Linked DNA regions of Sus scrofa: all the other regions are linked to region 3. The links are chromatin contacts, called in public Hi-C and HiChIP or PLAC-seq maps. All regions are on one chromosome and are shown on one strand. Each heading gives the region's core, a stretch centred on a gene start, on an enhancer-like site or on the middle of the called end of the contact. The rest is flanking DNA. Distances are from core to core; before and after follow the strand shown. Region 1 holds the start of EFNA2 (ephrin-A2). Region 2 holds the start of AP3D1 (AP-3 complex subunit delta-1). Region 3 holds the start of LOC100524239 (cytochrome b-c1 complex subunit 10).

What was found. Hi-C and Micro-C count contacts between places; a contact is called where the count stands out from the background. HiChIP or PLAC-seq counts read pairs in DNA pulled down with a chosen protein or histone mark.
Region 1: an H3K27ac HiChIP or PLAC-seq map of alveolar macrophages shows a contact between it and region 3. The contact joins the promoter of EFNA2 here to the promoter of LOC100524239 in region 3. A contact is called at or near these places in 1 of 47 Hi-C or Micro-C datasets (liver) and 1 of 2 datasets of contacts at active chromatin or transcription factors (alveolar macrophages).
Region 2: a contact with region 3 is called in a Hi-C map of heart right ventricle, with 4 times the contacts expected there. The contact joins the promoter of AP3D1 here to the promoter of LOC100524239 in region 3. A contact is called at or near these places in 1 of 5 promoter capture datasets (fetal liver) and 1 of 47 Hi-C or Micro-C datasets (heart right ventricle).

Annotation. Positions count from the first base shown.
Region 1 is chr2:77,178,382-77,181,604 of Sscrofa11.1, reverse strand. It overlaps EFNA2 (ephrin-A2), which reads left to right and starts at 1,669. Exons shown (of 4, transcript XM_005661390.3): 1 at 1,669-2,017. The coding sequence starts at 1,926.
Region 2 is chr2:76,427,061-76,430,420 of Sscrofa11.1, reverse strand. AP3D1 (AP-3 complex subunit delta-1) reads right to left here and starts at 1,978. Exons shown (of 32, transcript XM_021084197.1): 1 at 1,625-1,978. The coding sequence starts at 1,720.
Region 3 is chr2:76,901,940-76,905,021 of Sscrofa11.1, reverse strand. LOC100524239 (cytochrome b-c1 complex subunit 10) reads right to left here and starts at 1,803. Exons shown (of 3, transcript XM_003122996.3): 1 at 1,673-1,803. The coding sequence starts at 1,722. TCF3 (transcription factor E2-alpha) reads right to left here. Exons shown (of 21, transcript XM_021084225.1): 19 at 1,673-3,082.

The DNA.
Region 1 (3,223 bases), core at 420-2,919, 280 kb before region 3:
CCTGGTGCTGAGTCAACTCTGAGTGAACTCCGACCCTGACTGAACCTTGAACCTAAGACTGACCCTGTCCCCAAAGTAAGCCTGATCTCTGACCCTTGACTCCAGCGGAAGCTTACTCCAGGATGACCCCGATCTCAGCTGACCTCCTGTGGGCTGAGCTTGGAGGCTGCAACAGCCTCCAGCGCTGGGAGGGGACAGTGGCCCCCACTGGACAGGGGTCCTGGAGGGCAACTGGGCAGCTGTCCCTGCACCTCCACCCCCTCCTTGCCCGGGGCCAGGCCATGGAGCTGGCCAGCCCTCCCCTCCAGGGCCACTCCTGGGGGAGCGGCCAGCGGGCGCAGGGAGGTTGAATGGGGGACGTGCGCCTTTGTTCCTGTCCCTGCTCCGGCTCTGACCTTGAGAGAGAGACAAGAACAGAAGGAAAACGGAGCTTCTGCTCAAATCCGCTCGGCGGCAGCGGTGGTGGCGGCTCTCGCCTTGGTGGCCCCTGCATGCAAATGAGCCGAACCACCCCGGGCCTTTGCTGGGGCATCCCCCGCCCAGTGTGCCCTTCTGGCTCCCCCAGCTCTGCAGGCCCAAGCTCTGCTGGGTGTGACATGAGACCCCTGCCGGGCTCTGAGGTCCCACAGCGTGGGAGGGGGCAGAGAGAGCTTCCAAAAGGCCTCCTTTGCAGGCAGGAACACTGGGTTGGGCCAGGCCTGGCATCCTGAGCTCACAGCCCCTCTTTCTGGGCCCAGCCGCGAGCCTCCATTGCAGAGAGCTGGCCTCCCAGAGTGGCTGCCCCATCACTCCCCCGAGAGCCAGACTAGCCAGCCTGGGCCAAACCCGACCTGAGTTGCTGGGAGCCCCAGGCCCTCAGTCCAGCAGTGTCCAGAGAGTCTTTTTAAGGCCTTGCCACGTGACCCTGGACCAGTTCTGGTCCTCTCCTGGCCTCCTGGGGCTGCCCCGTCCACCACTTGGGGGGGTAGGCTCCCACCCTCCCTTGGGACTTCAGATCTGGCCTCCTATAGTCAGAGGACCAGCAAGACCTGGAAGCTGGAACACCCCAGACCGATGGGCTGAGTTCCCTGGATGGCAGAGGACAGAGAACCTGGAGGAGGGGTAGCTGAAGCACAAGGAGGACAGACCTGGAAGGAAGAGAATGGAAGGACTCCCAGGCAGGACTCAGACCAAGCAGAGGGCTCAGTGTGGGGAGGATGACGCTCAGAGCACATGCCCACAACATGTAGGAGGTGTGGGGCTGGGATGGGTCATCTGCTGCCCTGCCTCACTGAGGTGAAGCTTACTTTGCCAGTCTCTGGCCTCTCTAGGTTCCTTCGAGGAGTTTACATAATCCATCACCCAGAAACCTTCCAGCTCTTGGCTCTCAGACCCTGTGCCAGCCCTGAGAGTGTGAAACAAACCCAGAGAGGTAAAATCTGGCTGGGCGCCACTGGCGCTTTCCAGTCAGCACTTGGTGACAGTGTACCTCCACAAACTCAGAATCTGGTGAGGCAGACAATGGCATGAGTAAGGAGAAAAATAGGCCGGGCCCCCAGTTTTTGCACACAGCCAGCACCCACAGAAGTGCCAGTTCCCTGAACAGGTCATACACTCTGGCCCCTGCCTGGTGCCCTTCCTGTCCTCTGCCCCCTCAGACTCCCCATGCTCCTGACTGCTGTTGGCCTCGACCCCACTGTAGGCTGCTGGGAATATTGGGCACCCACTATTTGTCTGGCTCCCTTAGGGAGTGAGGTCAGGATTCCTGTTTCACTTCCTAGTTGAGGAAACAGAGACTCAGAGAGGAGAAGTGACTGCCCTGGGAGACAGCAGTGGCTGTTGGCTTTGGACTTAAGGTCAGCCCCACCACAAAACTCTTCCCCAGGCTGGGTGAAGTGTCACAGCATCCCCTCGGCCTGGTTTAGGATTTTGGGGTCTGGGTTTGAATGAAGGAGGTGAGACGGGGCGAGCCATCTTTGTGCCTTCTACTCCTTGCTTGGGGCCTGGCGTTGCAGACCACTTGGTGGCTTGAATGGAGGTGAGTGAGGGACTCCGACACCCTGGGCTAGGCCCGCGTGATGACGGGGGCGCGCCCCCGCAGAGTTGGTGGCTGGGGTTGGCCCCTGCGGAGGTGGGCAGGCCGCGGTGGGGTACTCATCCGGACCATTAGACTGGGGCGGGGGTGGAGGGGCGAGGGCGCGGTTGCGGCTGGAGCCCCCCGCCCAGCCCCCGTGTGTCCGGGGCACGGCAGGAGGGGGCGCCCGCGGCCCTCCCGGCGCTCGGGCGGGACAAAGGCCGGAGCCCCAGCCCCTCCCCGGCGGGTGCGGCGGCGACGGCCCGCGCTCTCAGAGTCCGCGCGGCCGGGCCGGCGCCCGGGGCGACCCCGGCGCCCCGCCTGCCGCCGCCTGACTTCTCGGCGCCCGAGGTCGCGCGCGCCCAGGCGGGGGCGGCTGGGGATCTCCAAGCGCCGGCGCGCCCTCCTCCCGCCCGCCCTGTGCCCGCCCGCTCGGCGGCGGCGGAGGAGGCGGAGACGGCCGGCAGGCGGCGGCCAGGGGAGCGCGGCGGCCGGACCGGGGCCATGGCGCCCGCGCAGCGCCCGCTGCTGCCACTGCTGCTGCTGCTGCTGCTGCTGCCGCTGCCGCCGCCGCCGCCCTTAGCGCGCGCGGAGGACGCCGCCCGCACCAACTCGGACCGCTACGCTGTCTACTGGAACCGCAGTAACCCCAGGTGAGCGTGGCTACGGGCGGGGACCGGGCGCTGGGAGACCCCGGGAGCTCCACCTCAGCCTGGTCTCCCGCCCTGGGCACGGAGCGTCCCTGCGCGCTGCCCGCGGAGTGGGGGCTCCCGCTTCCCACGGGATCCCCCGGGAGTTCTGGCCCCCGGAGTTTGGGGGACTCCTGCTCCGCGTGCATCTCCCCCCAGGGCGCCCCACCGCCTGCAGATTTGGGAGACTGGGCGCCCGGCGTGCCCCAGAGCGCCGCCAGTCCCGGAGTTTGGGGATCCTTGCTGGCACCCTCAGAAATCGTGCAGCCCTGACTTCCCTCGCCGGACTTGGGGGACCCCATCTTCGGGCCTCTCCAGGGACCTCGTCTGGCTTTCGAGTTGGTAGAGATGCCCGGGAATCTTGTGGCTGAGCTGCACCAGGCGGTGGGGACCGTGGCGGGGAGAGGGGTGGTCCATGGGCAGGTTTCCCCGGTGGGTCCCCAGTGAACTTGGGGAAGTTAGAATATCCCTCCCTGCAGAC
Region 2 (3,360 bases), core at 729-3,228, 470 kb after region 3:
AAGCATCCATCTTAAAGAGATTGGGCAGCTAGAAGAGTCCTTCCTAATACCTGGAATCCATACCAACTTCCTTCTAATAAGGAAACCTTGGTCCCTGAAACCACATCCTGCTGGGAATCACTAACAGGCCAACAGTCATCAATTTTCATCAGTTCCAAATGAAGAAAGCATAGCGAGGATGCTGCCACTGATGATGGGCACACACCCCTAAATCCAGACATCCTAACTGGAGTGTGAACTCCTCCATCAGAAAGGCCCCTGAGCCTCAGAACCCAGGGAAACGACTGCTTCAAAATCTCCACCAAAGGAGGGGAGAGGCTGGAGGGCACTCAGTGCGGAAAGGAACCTAGGGGTACAAGCACCTTCCAAATTAGCTTAGCCATGCTCAGCACCTGAAATGCAGCCCAACCAGCCACTCTCTCAACTCACAACGAAACTGAAATCAGACCAGGGTCAAATACACTTGTTACCAGCACAACTGACCACAGCTTCCAACATGCTGCTAATCCCAAACGAACCCAGAGAAGAGAAGGGGTGCCGGAAATGAGCTAAAAAAACCTAGTTACATGTCAGCGAGGTCACACCCGTTCTGAAAAAGTGTAACAAAGAGGCAGGAACTCAGGCTCCTAGCAGAAGAACAGAGCTGGAGCCTAGGGCCCTTGGTGCCTCCTGGCAAATTCCTTAACTTCTCTGCACCTTCCTCTCTGTAATGCTGGGCTTGCCCGGCGCCATTGTGAGGAGGGCTAGGCGGCCTCTGGCACTAGGATCGGCACAAGATCATACAGCTGCTCTCCTTAGGGCAGCCTCTCCCTCCAGCAGGGAAAGGGGGACTTTCTTCCCTGTCCCACTGCGTAACTGTAGGCTTGGGCCTTCTTCCTTGGAAGCCAGCAGCCCGGTGGTCACTAACTCGCCCAATTCCTCCTAAATCTAGGTCACAGGTTGGGGGGATGGGGGAGAGATGAAAATGGTGCCCACGATTGTACTATGATTTCTGGAAAGCGTTTTCCTTCCTGGCTGTGGAGTTTCTACTTGAAGTCGGCTTCTCCCTTGCAGGACCCCTGAGGGGTTTCCTTATTTTGGCCTAGGGCTTCCGCTGTCCCCCCATCGTTGCCCCCAAGAGTGGCGGCCTGGCCATCTTCCAGGGGCGGGGTGGGAATACCGGCCCAGGAGGCTAGGCCCAGTTCCAAGCCGGGCACCAGGGAGCGATCTGGACTTGCGTTAATCCCATAAGGGGTTCCCTCTGGGGGCGACCTACGGACAAGGTCCCCTAAACAGGAGCCCAAGACCTGGGGTGGGGTGGGGGTCCTGCACTTTGAACAAGAAATCCAGAAACATGCTCAAGACGGGAGAGCCGCCGCTGGGCCAGTGGCACTGGGTGTGTGTGACGACACTGCCAAGCCTCTTCCGGGGCTACCCTCGGGGAGGAGGAGGCGGGCCCCCACCGCCGAGCGGGTAAACTGAGGCTCGCGGACGGAGCGTGCGTAAATCCAGGGCGGATAGGCAGGCGGGGCTCAAGCCAGGAGCGGGGCCTCTGTCTGGGTCCTGCCGGGTAGGACCGATTCGGGATCGAACGGGGTTGGGGTCAGGGCAAGAAGCCCGGCCAGGTTCAGCGCGCCGGGCTCACCTCGTCCTCCTTATGGTTCCGGATGCCGCGCACCAGGTCCTGCAGATTCTTGTCGAACATACGGTCGATGCTGCCCTTGACCATCTTGAGAGCCATCGCGGCGGCGGCCACCGCCGGGCTCGAGACTTGGGAGACGCGCGGCCGGGTGCCCTGAAGGGGCAAGGGGGCCTCGCCTGCCGCCCGTGGAGCGCTGCGCTGCCGGCCGCCGCGGTGGGGCGGGTTCTCAGGCCAGGTCGGCGGCGGTCGGCGGGGTGGCGGGGGCGGGGGCGGGGGCGGCGGCGGCGACGACCCGCTGGGCAGGCCGCGCTCCCTTTCCCTCCGGCTCCGCGCCGAGCCGCTTGCAAATGGCGGACAAGATGGCGGCCGGTCAGCTGACGGCCCTAGCAGAGTCCCGGCGGCCCGCCCCCGGGAGCCCCGCCTCCCTAGAAACCCCTCCCCTTCAACTTACTGCGTTTCCCTAACAACGCCAAGCCGCCCAATGGAAACGCAGACAACGATCACAGGGCCCTTCGGCCTTGCTCTCTACGGCTCAAGACTCTTCCCTCTCATTGGTCAGTGACATCATTAGCTCCACCTACTTCCCCGTTCAAGGTTGTAACCACGCCCCCTTGGCGTGCCCTCTCTGCCCCGCCCCTCAGCTAAGTGACAGGCGTAAGAGAGCCCAGCTGTGGGTGGAGCCTGCTATGGGCGGGGCGCCCACGTGGAGTTTCCCAGGCAGGTTCCTGGAGAAGGATCCAGCTCCGCCCTTTCTGATTGTAAAAGCTGACACTGTCTGAGAACCTCCAAATTCGACTCTGTCTCCAGAACGTCTCACAAAATCCTATCATATGGGCAGACAGGGATTAACATGCCCACCTGGAGAAGCTGAGGACCAGAGCTAGGACTTCAATCCAGTTATTCACTCAAGAAGTTTTTTTTCTTTTTCCCGCAGCACCAAGGGCATATGGAAGTTCCCTGGCCAGGAATCCAATCTGAGCTGCAGCTGCAACAACTCGGTTTTTTTGTTTTCCTTCATTTTAAAAAGTTTTATTGAAATATAGTTGATTTACAGCCTTGTGATAAACACTGAATTCTTAACCTACTGCTACGGGCAGGGATCTAACCCGCGCTGCCTCAGACAATGGGGGATTTTTAACCCACTGCACCACAGGGAGAACTCCCCCATTCAAGGAAAACTTATTGAGCACCTACTTTATGCCAGGCCTCCCTCCCAAGTGAATGAGATACAAGTGGTTCCTGCCCACCAGGATCCACCACTAAGAGAGTAAAAGCGAGCCACAAACTGTAATGAGATATTAGCAACACATGTATCTGCCAAAGGATTTATATCCACAATATACCTGAACAGAAAATAAAGCAGAACCAAACAAAAAATTCCTACAAAACGAAAAGAGGTGTTCTCATTGTGGCACAGTGGAAACGAATCTGATTAGTAATCATGAGGATGTAGGTTCAATCCCTGGCCTTGGTCAGTGGCTTAAGGACCTGGCACTGCCATGAGATGCAGTGAAGATCACAGACACAGCTCAGATCCCACATTGTTGTGGCTGTGGTATAGGTGGGCAGACAGAGCTCTGATTTAACCCATAGCCTGGGAACTTCCATATGCCATGGGTGCAGCCCTAAAAAGCAAAAACAAAAAACAAAACAAAAAAAACACCAAAAAGAAAAAGACAATTCAGTTAAAATATGGGGAGTTCCCGTCGTGGCACAGTGGTTAACGAATCCGACTAGGA
Region 3 (3,082 bases), core at 554-3,053:
TTGGGTGTGAGTAAGACCCTGTCCCTCATCTCTAACGAGTAAAACTCAGAGGGTGGGCCATACCTGTGTTACAGACTGTGGCTCCAACCAGGTCTGCTGCCTCCTCTTACTCCCTTTAGGGGGAGCTCCTGGCCCTTTGTGAGCTGCCCTGTAGAGGGGCCCATGTGGTCACAACACATGTGTGAGCTTAGAAAGCGATCCCCAGGCAAGGCTTCAGATGAGACCCTGAGCAGAGGACCTGGCTCAGGTGTGTCTGAATACCTGACCCACAGAAACTGATAATCAGTGTTTGTAAAGCTGCCGGATTTGGTGGGCTGTTTGTTACACAGCAATAGAGAAGTCTTACAGGTTCCATCGCTGGCCTGTGCAGGACCAGAATTTGTACATGGGTGACCACCTCACTGGATCATCCTAAGCCATGTGCTTGGGGGTGTTGGGGTGGAGAGTGGAGGGATCAACAGTCCCGAGCCACCTGCAGCAACCCCTGCTCTTGGGGTTGAGGCCCATAATACTCAGCTTTGAGCCTGGGAGAGGTCACAAGTTACCGCTGCCTTTGGAACAGACTACGGGGCAGGTGTCCTGAACAGAAGGGGAATCTCCTCCCACAGCCCAACAGCTCTGAGATTTAATGTCAGAGAAGCCTTCCCTCAGGGAGGCCACCACCCCTTCTCATTCCTGCCACGCACAGGGAGGGAGTGGCCACGAACCTGACTTCTAAGAGGAACCAAAAGATGGAGAGGTGGTGATGATGCTGACAGCCCCTCGTGGGACTTCCTTACACCCTCACGACCTGTCCTTCCCCTCCTCGCATGAAGACGTGGGGTCCAGAGGTCCTCAGTTGCTGAGCACAAAGTCTGGGACACAACCCCCACGGTTCCTGGGGCTGGATCCCGCTTCTTGGCCTCTGGAAGCCAGCAGGGGGGGGACAGGGTTGCACTACACCCCCTTTAACATTTTACATCAGCCTCAGGCCGTGGGTCACATCGGTTTATTTTTTCTTGTTCATGGACTAGAACGTCAGACACGAAGGTTCCGTTTATAGCTGTGTCTCTGACTAGAAGCGAATACACTCAAGAATGCTGCCGGCTGCCGACGGAAAGAAACTCTGGAAGAGGTGTCGCGGCTCTGACCACAGGCAGATAGGAATGGACAGTTCCGGGGGCCTGGGCCGCCTGCGGGAGGGGCTGCGGGTGCTGCCGGAGGTCCCACTCGACGCCAGGGACGGCTTTTTCGTTTGTAAAGCCCACCCGAAGATGCCTGCCAGATCCACCATCCAGGGCCAGCCCCCACCCCTAACTCCTTGCCGGGGACACGACTGCCGAGTATAAGCCGGTTTCCTAGCGCCCCACGTCGTGGGCACGCCCATCCTAGCTGCCACGTGGGGTCACCCCAACACTACCCGCCTCTGACAAGTGCAGCTGTCGGCTTCATAACGTCAAACAAAAGCAAAGTTAGGAGCGTATATGGTCAGTTTCCAGGCCCCAAGAGCTGAACCGGGGGTGCTGGGCGCGGACTGGGTGGGCAGCATTACGGTCCCCAGGGAGAGGGGGTCGGGGGCCCTCCACGCACGTGTGCTCAGAACACACCGCGCCGCCGCTCCGTGCCTCTGTTTCCCCCATCTGGGACCCGGCAGGACACGGGGTCCAAGTCCGAGGGCGAGCTGCGTCCTTACCAGTTTCTGGCCAGCTCGCGGTAGCGCGGACCCAGGAACCTGCTCAGCATTGCGGCGCAGTCTTAGCTCAGGGTGACCCCGGCCCCCTCGGCTCGGACGCACTGCGCAGGCGCGACCGCCGCTGCGCGCAGGCCCTCAAGGAAGCCCCGCCCCGTCTGGGCGGGCTGACTGCGCGAGACCCGGAGCCCACCGCTGCAGGGCGCTCAGACTTGGAAGACATTTGCAATCGCTTCCGGGGAGGGTCTGAAGATCGCACACTGGAGTGGGCGGGCCTGGGGGCGGGGCTTTCTTGCCGCGGGACCCGAGGACGCCGGCCCTGCCCCTCCGCTCCGCAGGTCAGAGTGACTCCTGCTGAGCAGCCTCCAGCAACTAAGCGTGGCCCGCGACATTTGTCCGGTGAGTTTGTGTCCTTACTACATGCCAGAACTTTATTAACAGTTAAACCGAGGCCATACGAGGAAGAGTGTCGCAGAGGGGAAAGGAGGCGTTTTGAACTCCCTTTTGGAGGATTTAGGCGTTCTCACTGGACTTGCTGTCAGCGGGACCTTGGCCAGATAGCAGTGCTACCCCGAGCCTCCGAGCGTCGGTTTGCTCGCGCTGAGTTGTTTGTTGCTAAGAGACCCTGTTGTAAATTGTTTGCACGTTTCGTTTGGGAGTGATTCCTCACTCCGGCGGCAGAGGGAGGCCTGGCTCCTCGCATTGTCAGCACTTCAGGACACCTGTTAGCTGCTGGGACCCGGACAGGCGGCTCCTCCTCACCCTGCTTCCCGCCGCCCCAAGCTCGCCTTCTTCAGTCACCGCCTTTGGGACCACCAGTGTCGAATGCAGGCTTGGGTATGAGGACTGGACTCTGGGTTTGTCTGCCCATTTCGTCGCGTTCCAGTCCTTTTGGAATCAGCACCTGGGCACCCTCCAAGACTGCAGTTTCAGGGGCTGCAGGTTCTCACCTGCCCCTGGCCACGGGGGTGGGGGGTGGGGCAGAGAGGACCCGAATAAACCTCTGTCCTTGATGGACCCTTAACATGTGGGACATAGAGGGTGCCCTGAAAATTACAGAGAGAGAGAAATCTTGAGGCAGAAGAATATACCAGCCCAAAAAGATGAGCAGAGGTGGGTGTAGAGGCCTTGGCGCTGCAGGTCCTGGATCCAGCAATTTCTGAAGCTCTGCCTCATTGTTCCTTCTGCTTAATGCACTTCAGCTCATGATGCAGAATACTTTTCCTTTCAAGTGATAAAGAACAAAAGTCGGCTTAAGAGAAAAGATGGACGTTTAAAGGCATGTTGGATGGCTTCAGGCACAGGTGGATCCAGGAGTCTAGCACTATCATGAATCTTTCCCTCCATTTCTCAGCTCTTTTGTGTTGCTCTCACTCTCTGGTGAACTCCCTCTGAGCAGAGGCACCCAGAAAC